Regions from separate parts of the Anas platyrhynchos genome. Here region 1 is linked to region 2. Evidence: chromatin contacts called from public Hi-C data. All regions are on one chromosome and are shown on one strand. The core of a region is the stretch at or near the end of the contact, and the rest is flanking DNA. Distances in the headings are between cores, read along the strand shown. Region 1 overlaps FZD8 (frizzled class receptor 8). Region 2 holds the start of CCNY (cyclin Y).

Region 1 (6,441 bases), core at 265-2,764, 160 kb after region 2:
TAAATGCTACAGCCAAAATACCGCTTAACTGGAGTTTAGCAATATATATATATATATATATATATATATATAATTTCAACTTAAAAAATCACAACTGCAAATGTGTGTTGTGGCCAGCAGGTCTGGGGAAAGAAAGCAGAGCTGCTCACGGTGCAGCAGCTGCCCTGCCTGCTCTGCGGCGCGGTGAGGCTGTAGCTCCAGATGGCAGCAATGTACAGGAGCACGGGACGTACCAGAGCTGCAGGGCCCATAGCTGGATGGCAAACGCTCCCCTTCCAAAAAGCCAGATTTAATTTTATCGCTACCCTACACTTGGTCAGAAAGCCAAAGAAAGCATTTTGCTTCATAAGCCAGATTGCTACATTTTCTAATTTACATTGAATGAGACCATTTAGGTGTCAACCACTGAGAAATGATGAGGGTGTCCTGTTTGAGGTACCTTTTGAATCATACCAGTTCCCAGCCTGAAAATGGTCATTTCTAATTGCAGAAGGTATGAAAAGCAGACAGTAGTCATTTTAAAGGTTTATCTTGTGGACAACTTCAAGCAGAAAAAATAATTGAGACTAATGCTTTGTGAAAAACGCTAGGTGTATTCTAGCAATGACAAATCTTTAGTGGAAAGAACATCTAGCTAATATATTTAAAGCATGTATGAAAACATCTAGTATGTCACGTATAATGCAAAAATGTTTGGAAAAGAACCATTTTTCTGCAACACAGTAAAAGAAAAACAGAGAGCGTCCAAATGAAATATTCCAAGTTTCTCCTTTATAGTATATTGGGTTTGACTAGTGAGTAGCCCACATCTTTCTGGCTAAATTTCACTTTTTCTTGGAAGCAATGCTTTACCATAGGACACCATAGCTCTGGCTCCTTGCTGGCTGCCGTGGCAGTCGCTGCTGGGGTCACAGCAACACGTATTGGAGCCGGGTGAGCATGCAGGGGGCTTGGCAGACCCGAGCCAGCCTGGGGGCCCTGCAGCAAGCAGCTCCTGGGGTGTGCTGCCCTCGTAACACACATGGGGCAGGGGAGAAGCATTGGAATTGTTGCAGTTTTGGGCTTTGTGAGAGGAGAAGTTGGGAGAAGGCTGCAAACAGTGCAAGGCGCCTATGGGACCAGGGAACAGAGGAAGGGACAATGTGGTGGAGTGGGTGAAGGTGACAAGGTGATGGGGATGGGGAATGGCACACCAGGAACCAGCGGGCAGGGCTCAGGGACTGGTGCTGTGTGAGGCACATGGGGATGGATGGGCTGTGGGCTCCTCTCGCTGGAGACCTGGGTTTCCACCGGAGCTTCCCCAGCTGCGTGGGGAAGCTTCATAGCACCGACAGGACCAGATCTGAGACCTTCCCGGCCCACAGGGCAGCACAGCAGGCCGGCAGGCAGGAAGCCGACGTTCCCCTCGTCGCCCAGCCGAGGGCGCTGCCGGCCGGCGAGCAGCACCATGGAGGTGCCCCGGCACCCGGCCGACCCGCGGAGGCCGCAGCGGGCCCGGCCCCGGCGGTCAGTCAGTCAGTCAGTCGGTCGGTCTGTCAGTCAGTCGGTCAATCAGTGTGCCAGGAGCGCTGGGCGAGGCAGTGCCCAGCTCTGCTCCACGGCTGCCTGCAAGACTGGGGAGGACGAGTCATTTGTCTGCACACTTAAAGGCGATTTAACATCAGCCTACACCTCACTTAGAGTGGTGGAGCCTAACTCGAGGGCTGCATGCCCTACTGCTTCTTTCCTCTGAGATCCCACCAGTCCGTTTGTGCCGCCTGGGACCCTGCACACACCGTGTACGCGGGGCCGTGGCCTCTCTGTGGTGAGGGCACGCGTGTGAGGATGTGCCTGTGCAACGCAGCGTGACTGGGCACACGGAGTCAGGAAATCCAGGTTCTTCTAGGCTTGGCACATACGCTTCGTTAGCCTGCGATTTTCTCCCAAGAAGAAATTTGGCTATTAATTCACCAGAGATCATGGATAAGAGAGTTGTAGGAGTGAAAAAGTATTATCTCAGCCTTCAAAATGCTTCGTTCAGCATGTGACCTTAGGTGCTAGTTTCTGAAGTGATTTGACTATCCTTAGTCACCATAGATTATGGCTCCACATTTTAATACCAGACACTACTTATTTCCATTCCACCACAGCATTTACAATTTATGATCCTTTCTGCTGAACTAGTGAAATTCATATACCTGATTACAGTAATGATGGGCATTTATAAAAGGCTAAATAAATAGGGCTGTCTGAGCATTTCTAATTGAGTTCTCTTATAGGTAGCCTACAAAGTCATGACCACATGCAGGGATTCTGCCTAGTTTAATATTTCTTCCTTGGACCACCACCTGCACAGCACTTTCCTTATTCTTCTAAGGATCACCCTGTTGTTTTCAGGGTGACCTTTGCGATCCAGCCTCTTTAATTCTGGGAAGAGGTCTGCTGTCTTTTTCAATACCGTCCAATTTTGGTATGCAGGGCAAAAAGAGGAGGAACATGGCCAGGATGGGAAATTGAGAGATTGTTCCTTACTTGCTAGCCTGCTGGGCCAGAAGCTGGGCAGACCATGGTGGGTGGAAGAAGCGTGTACCTAGAGAAACACGGGCCACATGGCTCTGGAAATGGGGGACAGGAGCTGGGCATGCTACAGACAGGTTGTAACAGACACTTTGGAAACTGGCTGTGATTCTAAAAGCTGGTTTGACTGGGTGACACTGAGCTTTCCTCCATCGTGACCTAGACTGTAGGTCAGCTTTCACTCCAAGAGCATCTTTATTTTGTCTTTTTTGAGTGTCCATTATTGCCATTTCACTTTTTTCCCCACATTTGGTGGCCTATGTGTCCCATATAAAATTTTATGCCTTTGTTGGTTAAGAGAGTTAACACAGTAGATTAATTTTTGTACTGAATGCAGTGCTTTGAAATAAGTTTATTATGCTTATATGTATATTATAAGCATATAGCACTATCCCCAGTGTATACCCATAGTGGCCACCCCACCTTCAGATTTCATACCTACACATGTGAGACTTTATAGGACTAGTCAAACACCTTTGAAGAACTCTCTATGATACTTTGATTTTTAAATATTGTGTAAGAAAGAAGGAAAAAAAGATTCTTTGTGTACCAGTCTTAGCCTTCATAGGCCTTTTATTACAGGAACTATAAAAAGTTTCCGAGAATGCCTGGCCACTTTCACATTATTCCAATGTATAAGAATTTCCCAATTCCTCCCTGTCTAAAGTCCCTTCTCTTCCATGCTAACTGCTTATTGAAGCTTCAGGAAAGCTTCCTCAGCACAGAGAAAGCTTTGGAGCAGGTTGCAGGACACTTACATGCAGCTCTGGGGGAATCAGCACTAGGGCCCAGGGGAGGTGTCCCTCCCAAATGCTCTGCAGCACACCTGGGCTGCTCTGCCTCTTTTTAAAATGCCCACAGGCAGCTGGCCTAGCTCCTTTGGAGGCTGCAGGATTATTCAGTCATTACAGCAGGAGGAGGCTAATCCATGGGATTTCCTTTTGAAGCAGGAACACGTAAAGCAGGAAAGGGTCCTGGAAAGAAAAGGAGCACTCAAAAGGTATGCTCCTTAATAGAGAAGAAAAAAAATCCCCAAACATGTTTCTCTGCTAGCTTAGTCACTCTCCTGAATAAAGCAGTTAAACCTTTCTGTGAGCTGCAGGAGGCTCTTAGTTGCCTTCTACACAGCTTTCCAAATGTTGCTGTGCAAGTTGTGCTGTGGAGCCACATCGGTGACAATCAGGCTTCCCCTTGGCTCTCAGGAGCTGGCGTGGGTGCTACCTCTGCCCAGGGGTGAGCCTGTGCCTGGGATGCCTAGGGCAGTCCTGCTCTGCAGGCAAGCGCTTGGGTCACTGGTCTGTTGGGGCTATTTTTAGTGGTTCTCTGGCAGCTTTAGGGAGAAGGCAGTCTATCATCAGACCTTGAAAATTAACATTCAACTCCTACCATCTCATCATGTTTTTGGAGATCTTCATAGGGAAATTGACATCTGATAAGAAGTTATCATAATAATGGGAAGTTCAGTGTAGCTGTGGATTTTTGTTTTCTTGTATACCTAAATGCCTTGCTGTTAGGTGTTTTTGTTTGTGTTTCTCCCCAGACATAGATTTTTATGTTGATTCATAAAAATCTGTACTAGTAAATTAGCTTCTCTAGCACCCTTTCCACATGTTGGTAGTTTAGTGATTTGAATATTATCTAATAATCTTTGTTTAACTTTTGCATTATTGCTCAGTCAATTCCAAATGCCAAAGCAGGCATCTTGCTAACTTGACTAATTTTGGGACTGCTTTCTTGGCTATGGCCACCTACCTGCAGCACCTCTTAGCTGATCCCAGGGTAAGCTGAGCCACAAAGCTACTTCCTATTTATATATATATATATATTTATTATTATTTATTTATTTTTACTAGAAGTGCTTTCATCTCAGCCCCAGTAATCTGCAAGAGACTCATCTAAACAAATTCCCACCAAATGCTTTTGGCTTCCCCAGCTCCCCTTCCTTGCTAGAATACACTGGAGGAGAAGGAACACATTTTATCTGCTGGGTGATCCTGCTTCTGTATGTAGTGCTTCCCTAGGAGGAAGAAAACCTCTACCTTAGCCCCACCATCATCAGGGAAAACTACTGCAGTAATCTAAATGTTGAGAAACTATCCTTAAAAAAAGGTTTCCAGCAATACACTGCAACTCACCTAAAGGAAAACACCAGGGTAGAAGAGGTCTGTTCTGTTTGTTACACACGTCAATATTCTGGTTGGTTGGTATACAAACAGGCAGCAAACACAAATCCCAGTGGAACATCCTTTAGATTTGAGAAGTTAAAATTATTTTTCCCTCCTAGGAGCCGGAGATGGGCATTTTCAATTCTTCCTTTTCACGATCCTGGTAACTTTGTAGAAGTGGAGGACTCTATTAAGTGTTGGGAACTTTGAAAGGGACACCAATAATCAAGTCAGTGCTCAATGGAACAAGGTTTTTCCCACAAATAATGATTGATATCTGTGTCATTAGTAGGGTAGCTGCCCATCTCTTATCATGATTGACAGGTTAATAAGGGACCTGGGGCTATCTTTTCACTGCTAACATACAACCTAACCAATTGCTTTTAAATTATTGCTAATTTGACTGAATATAAGCAGAAGGCATAAAAATATCTGGAATGTCTAAAGCAGTTTTTACTATTAGTAATCTGACTGATCCTATTTTAGCAAAGAGATTAGAATTTACTTAACAGATTTTTTTAAAAGACACTCAGTTTTTTTAAAGAAAAATCTTGCAGTTGTTCTTTGGTTCAATTAGGAGCAAAAGAGAAGGGAGTTTTGTAATGCAATTGTCCTGTAAAGGAAAATGTTTTAAATTGGGGAGATTATGTGAGCAGACCACCTGTAGGGCATTCATAGCTCTTTTCTATAATGCTCCAAGCCATGCCTAGCTGCCTGCAGTCTGGCTAACAATACAGGGAAAAGCTGTTTAAAAGGCTGTTCTCCCTTTTCCCTCTGGTGTTCACTAACTGTTACAAGTCTTCCTCTTAAAATAAAAAAAAAAAAAAAGTCCCACGTCCCTTTAATTGAAGAACTTTAAGGCTCCATGGTGGCCAATTGGTCTGCAACAAGAGGAACCAGGCAGCAGGGAAAGAAACTTCAGACTATACATCACGTTTGGTGAAGAGAAAAGATCAAAGTTTTCCCAAACTCAAAAGAAACCAAGTTCCCTACAGATTAACCCTATTCATTTAGCTCCTCTTAAAGGAATGATGTTCTGAGCCACTGGGCAGACAGGTAAAAAGTTCAACAATTGCCAAAGCATTCTTCTGTTAATTCAACAGCCTTCTGCTCAAATAAATTAGCTTAGTCCTGACAGAAGAACAATGCCTTTTCTCTTGAAAAAGGACCATATTTGATATACAAAAGTTAAGTATGAAAGGTTAAGATGTTAGTTTAATCTGTTAAGGAGAGATTGATCTAACAAATCTCAAGTCACTGTTCCACTGTAGTATGGGATGTATGAAGCTAAAACATTAACCTTGTACACTTCAGTATGCGTCCCTGGAAAGGCAGGTGCTTACCAAAGCACAGACAGCAGATAGGAGAGGTGCACGTTTCACACTCCTAAAATAACAGCCAGTTTGAAAGGCTACTTAACAAGCCATGTGGGAAGACTCTTTCAGACAGGTTTAGTTTAAAGCCACTGTCATTGTTCAAGGTGCCCTCAGTTTTGGGTTTTAGCACGCACTTTTTAAGAATGACTTGTTGAATTACTTGTTTTCCTCATGTCTGGTTATCTCACTATTTTACCATAGCTGGCTGCCTATTACATAGCACTGGCTAGAACACGAGTGTAGCTCATCCTTGGGGCCTTCCACCCATGAGAATGCCCTGCTGACACAGAGCAGCTGGAATAACCAGGGCAGGAGTAGGGGAAAAGCTTGAAAAAGTCATTTAT
Region 2 (6,219 bases), core at 1,176-3,675:
ATTAAAAAATATCTTTATGCAGGAAGAAGCCCTTTGTAAACAGAGGTAGTTCAGCACTGACCAGCCTTGGCCTTAGTTTTAGGTGCTTGATGGTGTTCCTCAGCTGATGCATTAAGTCCCTTGGGAGGACAAACTCATGAAAATACATAACCTTAAACTTAAAGGACAGAATGGTCTCCAAGCAAGGAAAGACACAGAAGATCGTCTTTTGAAACACGACATCTAAGCAAGTCATGAGGTACAGTGAACTGTTCTTGCTTTACGGTGCCAACATTTATCAAATAATAATTTACTTTACACACCTGATACAGCTGAAATAAAGTTGTCACAACTGAAAACCAAACATGCTTTCCTGACGTATTTCATTTATTTACTTGTCTCGGCACTTAGATACCAGCGTGAGACCATTACCCTAGAGGAGTGTTCCTTTTCCTTGACCTTATCCTTAAGTAGGCATTGTGGCACCTTTGCCATTAGAACGTACTTCAGCAAGCTCTTAGGGCGAGAGGAGGAATAAAGGCATATGAAAAATTCAGAACAAGAGATTGCAAGCAGGAAAATAGGTTGCTACATAGTGATTACGTGGTCACCACTGGTGATCACAAGTATTAAATATTTTATATTTTAAAACATTTTTAATGTTTACCTTTAAATTATATGGACTGAAGTTTAAACCATTTGTTTCTAATGAAGAAAATATTGTCTTTAGTTTATCTAGTTAGATAAGAAGACTTTGCAGTTAACCCATCTCCATCATTATGTTGTTGCCTGGTTTGTTTCAAAGATTATGAAAACTGAGGAATATGTACAACATAAAGATTTGATTAAGGATTTGTTATAATAGATTTAGAGATGTTAGAAGTCCTGTGAGGTGTGAGCTAGACATTTCGCTAACAATTTATTTTTCTATTTTACGTATCCTAGGATAGATTTGATTCTTGCAAAGTTGTTTTTGATTTTTTTTTTCTGATGACTGCTTATGACCATCTGTGAATTAATCGGCTCTGGCGAGGTGAGCGCGGTTTATGCCATGTCCTGGTCTGAGCAGAAGAGCGGGCTGGCAGCGGGCTCGGGAGCAGCTCCAGCCCTCCAGCTGAGGAGCTGGGTATGCCTGATGGTTGCAGAGACCTACGTGGTGGTGGTTGAAAGGGCTAGTTGACATTACATCCTACTATGGGACAATATTTCTAAGGCCCAGCACCAGCAAATGCTTAATTTCCTTTTGTTTGGATGCAGGCTACAGAAGAGACTAACACACAAAAGATACTAAATGTATTTTTCATCTTGCATTGCTCAAACACAAAAGGACAATGTAACAAATGGCTGTACCTCGCTGCTGCGGGGTATCGCAGAGTTATTTACAGAACCCCATCCACAACATGTTTTTTAAAATGTTATTTTTCTTTATTGTTTTGTACCCCAGCAGAGTTCATTTGTATCAAATAAACATTGAAACACTGAATAAAAAATATTTTTTCTTTGCAATGTGTGATCTGAAAAAAAATGCAGTATGAAAACTTGAAATCTTTCATGTAATTATCCAACTTGGGGCATTATTTACAAAGACACAATTGTGTCTCTCTGTAATCGAATTATCAGTGAAACCGTTTGACTCCACCATGACTCAGACCTCCAGTAGTCACAAGATTTGCTCAGATTTATAAAGATTAGAAAACAAAACTAATGAGAAACATCCACAGTCTCCATCTTTAGGATTACACTGATACCGGAGAAAGGGATTTTGACTGGGAAGGCTCTGAATACGTGGTAGGGGCACATCACCAGTCGGTTGCACGCTCTCTGTCCACTCATCTATGACCAACAGTGGAGTGGGGAGCTGGGCATCAGCTTCTCACAGATAATTAGTGATAGGACTCGAGGGAATGGCCTCAAATTGCACCAGGGGAGCTTTAGGTTGGAAATTTGGGGACATTTCTTCTCAGAAAGAGCAGTCAGGCGTTGGGACGGGTTGCCCAGGGAGGTGGAGGTGTCACCGTCCCTGGGGGTGTTCAAGGAGAGGCTGGACGTGGTGCTTGGGGACGTGGTTTAGTGGTTGGAGCAGATGATCTTGGAGGCCTTTCCCAACCTCTTCAACCTTTATGATTCCGTGATGCCCTGAATTCCTGACGAAGCCGAGGACACACCCGGCTGCTGGGGGGCACGGGGCCGCTGCCGTGAGGGGCAGCACCCGAGGGGCAGCAGCGGGGCTGTGTGTGGGGAGCTGCGGCCCTCAGGGCGTGAAGCGCCGCCCGGGATCCTCCACCTCGGCCCCGCCGCTCCTTTCGCCCATCCCCGTGCTTCGTGTTCACCTCACGGAACCCCACAGGGGGCTCGGAGCCGCCCGGCAGCGGGCAGGCGGCAGGCTCGGGGGCCGCCCCTCAGCCCCCGGAGAGCCGGGCACGGCCGGCGGCCCGAGCGGGAGGCGGCACCGCCCGCTTGAACCGGAACCGCTTGGCGGAGGCCGCCCGGGGCGGCTGCTGCTGCTGCTGCTGCTGCCGCTGCGGCTGCCGCGGTGCCGAGGGGGTGAGGGGGGCCCGCGGGGGCGGAGGAGGAGCGCGGCGGCCCCGCCGCCCGGCGATGGGGCTGTGCCTCGGCCGGCCCTGCGCCGCCCGGCCGCGCAGCAGCGCTTAGCTCGCCCTCCGCTGCCGCAGCCCTCGCCGCGGGGCTGCCGCCTCGGATGACCCAGCGGCGGGAGCCGCCGGCGAGTGCAGCCGCAGGGCGCCGCAGCCGCCGCCTCTCCCCATCCTCCTCCTTGTCCTCCTCCTCCTCCTCCTCCTCGCCCATGGCCGCCCGCCGCCGCCGCTGCTGCTGCTGCTGCTGCTGACCGGCCGCCCCTCGCCTCCTCCCCGGCCGGGGTGGGCTGGAGCCGCGAAGATGGGGAACACCACCTCCTGCTGCGTCTCCTCCAGCCCCAAGCTGCGCAGGAATGCCCACTCCCGGCTGGAGTCCTACCGCCCCGAGGCCGACCTGAGCCGGGAGGACACGGGCTGCAACCTGCAGCACATCAGCGACCGGGAGAACATCGACGGTGAGGGCGGGCGGGCGGGCGGCGAACCCCGGGGGGGCTCCGCTCCGCTCCGCTCCCCCCCCTCGCTCCCCGTCCCCTCGCCCTGCCCGGCCGCGGTGTCCCCGCGTCCCAGCCCCGGCCGTGTGGCGCCGGGGTGCGGTGCCCGAGCCCTGCGGCACCTCAGCGGGGTGCTGGGGGACGCCTGGGCTGGGTTACGCGGAGCCGGGCCTGTCGCGACTGTCGCCTGTCGCGCATATCGCCGGCGGCGGGCAGAAGCCGCAGGGGCTGCTCCCCGGCCCCTCAGAGCAGGAGGAGCTGCACCCCCTCAGGCTGTAGGGGCCCCGGTTACCGGCAGCACTGACCCCACAGCCTCACCTGGGGAAGGTCAGCGGCGTCCCGGGGCAGTGCCCACACCAGGAGGAGCGACTTTGCCCGCCGGGGTTTTTATTTTCGTAGCTGATGTGATGGGGGTTTTAGCACGGTTCTGTGCTAAGCCAGTTCCTGGCACTGGGGAGGTTGTGAAGCCCCTGGTAGCGGATGGGTGCCCGCTCGGGGTAAGGTTATTTCTCCGAATTCTGGAATTCGGTCCTGGAAATCGGAATGTTTTTCAGATGTCTTTGCTGCACGCAGCTGAAAAATCGGAGTGTAAGAGGAGCAGTAGGTGGAAAAAAATACATAATGGTCTGCTCTGAGAAAGTCAGGGAAATGAAAGAAGCAATTGTTGGGCTCTGAATGATGAATTCTGCCAGCAGCAGCGTTGTCCAGCGTAGCAGCGTGCATCTCTATCCATACCGACAGATCCTGCAGTAAAGTTTTTGGTCAGATCAGTGTGGGTTTTGTGCCTCGTTCTTGATGCCTTTTTTTTTTTTTTCCTCCCCTGGATGGGAGAAGGGCATAGGTGAAAATAGTAAGGGCACGTGTGCTTGCTAAGATGTGCATACAATGCAGATAACTTCCTGTAGCTTAGTGATTATATCAAGAAACAATCTGTGTTGGGTGGTTGTTCCGTGTCTTGGACCAAGGCACGTGTCTGCTCTGTCTCTCTTTAAACTGTGGTATGTTTCAATCCTGGGGCGGGATTTTTAGTGTTCTAACAAGTTACGTTTTGTATTAATAATTTTTGAATGTTTGTTGTTGTTGTCTGTTTGTTTTTTGTGTGTGCTTTTGCTTTTTGTCCAAGACTGCTGTTGGTGAAGTGCCATGTTTTCAAATGGGCAAGCTGTCTGATTCTTGAAAAGAGCAAACAATTGCAAGTTTCATTTTTGTGCCTTGCTCTGATCTTGCTGCTCTTTATGGGTAGGGGCCAGGAAATAACTTGTCACTGAGGAGACTGGTGGTCAGTAAATGCCTGTAGACATGAAACAACTGGAGAGAGCTGGGTAAAACAGCTCTTTGGAGTGTGCTTTGTTGCAGAGCTGCTACCCTGGAGTTATCCTCACTGCAGGTCTTTTAGTCAGAGATGGCAGGCTGATTGCTAAGGGTAGTAAGAGGATACCGTGTTTCTGAAATTTTATTTCTTGTTAGACTACCTGTTAGGTTTTCATGGTCAGGTTGCTTGAAGTTGTACAGCACACACATGTTCACAGATGAGTCATGGGGGTGAAAGAAAACTTCTTAACAGGGAGCTATAATGATTTTTTTTAATAATTTTACAATTGCATGAAGATATTTGAACAATGGAAGAACAATAGCCTGCTTATCTCTGTCATGCAGAGAAAATGCTGGATGCTGATTCCTTGATATTACCACAGATCATGAACTATTTCCAGGAGTTTCTCGAATTGCAAGTGTTTGCCAAATGTTCTTTTTTTTTTTTTTTTTAAGCAAGTGATGATAGCAACTGATGCACTGAACGAGAACGTTTCTGACACTTTACTTCATATTTATTTTTCCTGCTGCTCTTCAAATGAGAGCCCATCCATCCAGCCCGGTGCCAGTGACAGAGGCTGCCAGGCACAAGAAGTGCAAATTCACGTCTCTGGCGAGCCTCTGCTCTGCGAGTGCTGCTTCCAGGAGCTGAGCAGTCATGGCATGCAGCAGCTGAGTTAACATGGTTCACGTGGAAGTTGCTTTCATGCTCATGTTCAGCAAAAGTCGTGACACTTTTTTTATTTTGGAGTGGGTAAAGCTGCTTGAATAGAACAGGAACTTTTAAAGCCTTTAAATCACTTGTGGGCCGTTTCTGAGTTCTTAAGAGATGGGTGGTTTTCCTTGTTGCAGACCCTGGTTCTGGGAGTATCAGAGGGAAAGGGGAAAAAGAGGGAGGAGTGACCCAGCTCTAACAATGGTTTAAGTGGAACCGTTAGTGGTGGAAGTGGAACTGCTTGAAGTTTGCCAGTGTTAAATACCTTATAAAGAAACATTTGTCAAATCTGCTTTCAAGGTCATGCCTTTAAATCGTCTCATCTGATTCAACCCAATCCAGTAGCAGCTTTTCAAAGAATGGCTGGTGGAGTTCTGCTTCCTTAGGAATGGTTTTATAGCAAGATATTATCTCTGTGTCAGTGGTACCTTGTCAGAAAATCTCCATTTCTGTAATGCTTCACAACTGTTTATGAAGTGATACCTGAAAGAGAAGGGAATTTTGAAAGAAGATAGAATGGGAGCAATTTATCAAATGACTTATGCCAGAGAATGTTAATGGTGGATTTATCTCTCTTTTACGGTCTTTTATGGTTTTTCCTAAAATTTCTAAAAGGTAACTGACTTCTTTAAGACTCCACACATGCCCAGTTGACTCGATAATGTGTAGTCCTCAGGATGCCTTTTTTTTTGTACAGGCTCATGATAGCAAAGACCACCCAGCAGATTTTGACTTTTCTCTCTGGAGACAGAAGAGGATGATGGTAACATACAGTTCAGAGGTTACCCTCCCTTGGCTACCTGCTCTGTTTGATGATGATTGTTAAGGGGCAGCTTCGACATTTTTCAGTGCTTCACATTTAAAAATCTACTTCAAGAAAATTCTGGTGGTAGGTTCAAGGTTTGCAGGCTCCTAGCTCAGTCCTTTAGCCAACAGGACATAGATTTACAACAGTGTTGATGACAGCAATAAGTAGAAGCAGTAGAAACCTTGACATTTCAGGTTCTGTGTCTCATTTTGTGTAAACATCTGTACGTGCATGCCATGGAAGTGGCTCTGCTGCGTGTTTAAATCCTGGCTAGCTGGAGGGCTGTGGTGTGGGCTGCGCTTCGTTCTGTACTCCAGCAGC

What was found. Hi-C and Micro-C count contacts between places; a contact is called where the count stands out from the background.
Region 1: a Hi-C map of subcutaneous adipose tissue shows a contact between it and region 2, with 4 times the contacts expected there. The contact joins the enhancer-like site here to the promoter of CCNY in region 2. A contact is called at or near these places in 4 of 8 Hi-C or Micro-C datasets (liver, skeletal muscle and subcutaneous adipose tissue).

What each region holds. Positions count from the first base shown.
Region 1 is chr2:145,836,412-145,842,852 of IASCAAS_PekinDuck_T2T, forward strand. FZD8 (frizzled class receptor 8) reads right to left here. Exons shown (of 1, transcript XM_038174844.2): 1 at 6,434-6,441. Among named protein-coding and RNA genes, the nearest start is that of FZD8, 6.5 kb to the right of the region's middle. Within about 2 kb of position 1,515, at least 2 of the 8 cell types and tissues checked have an H3K27ac peak or open chromatin away from gene starts, as enhancers often do. A contact at or near this core is called in subcutaneous adipose tissue, where this site is marked.
Region 2 is chr2:145,678,582-145,684,800 of IASCAAS_PekinDuck_T2T, forward strand. CCNY (cyclin Y) reads left to right here and starts at 2,426. Exons shown (of 10, transcript XM_027450481.3): 1 at 2,426-3,028. The coding sequence starts at 2,875.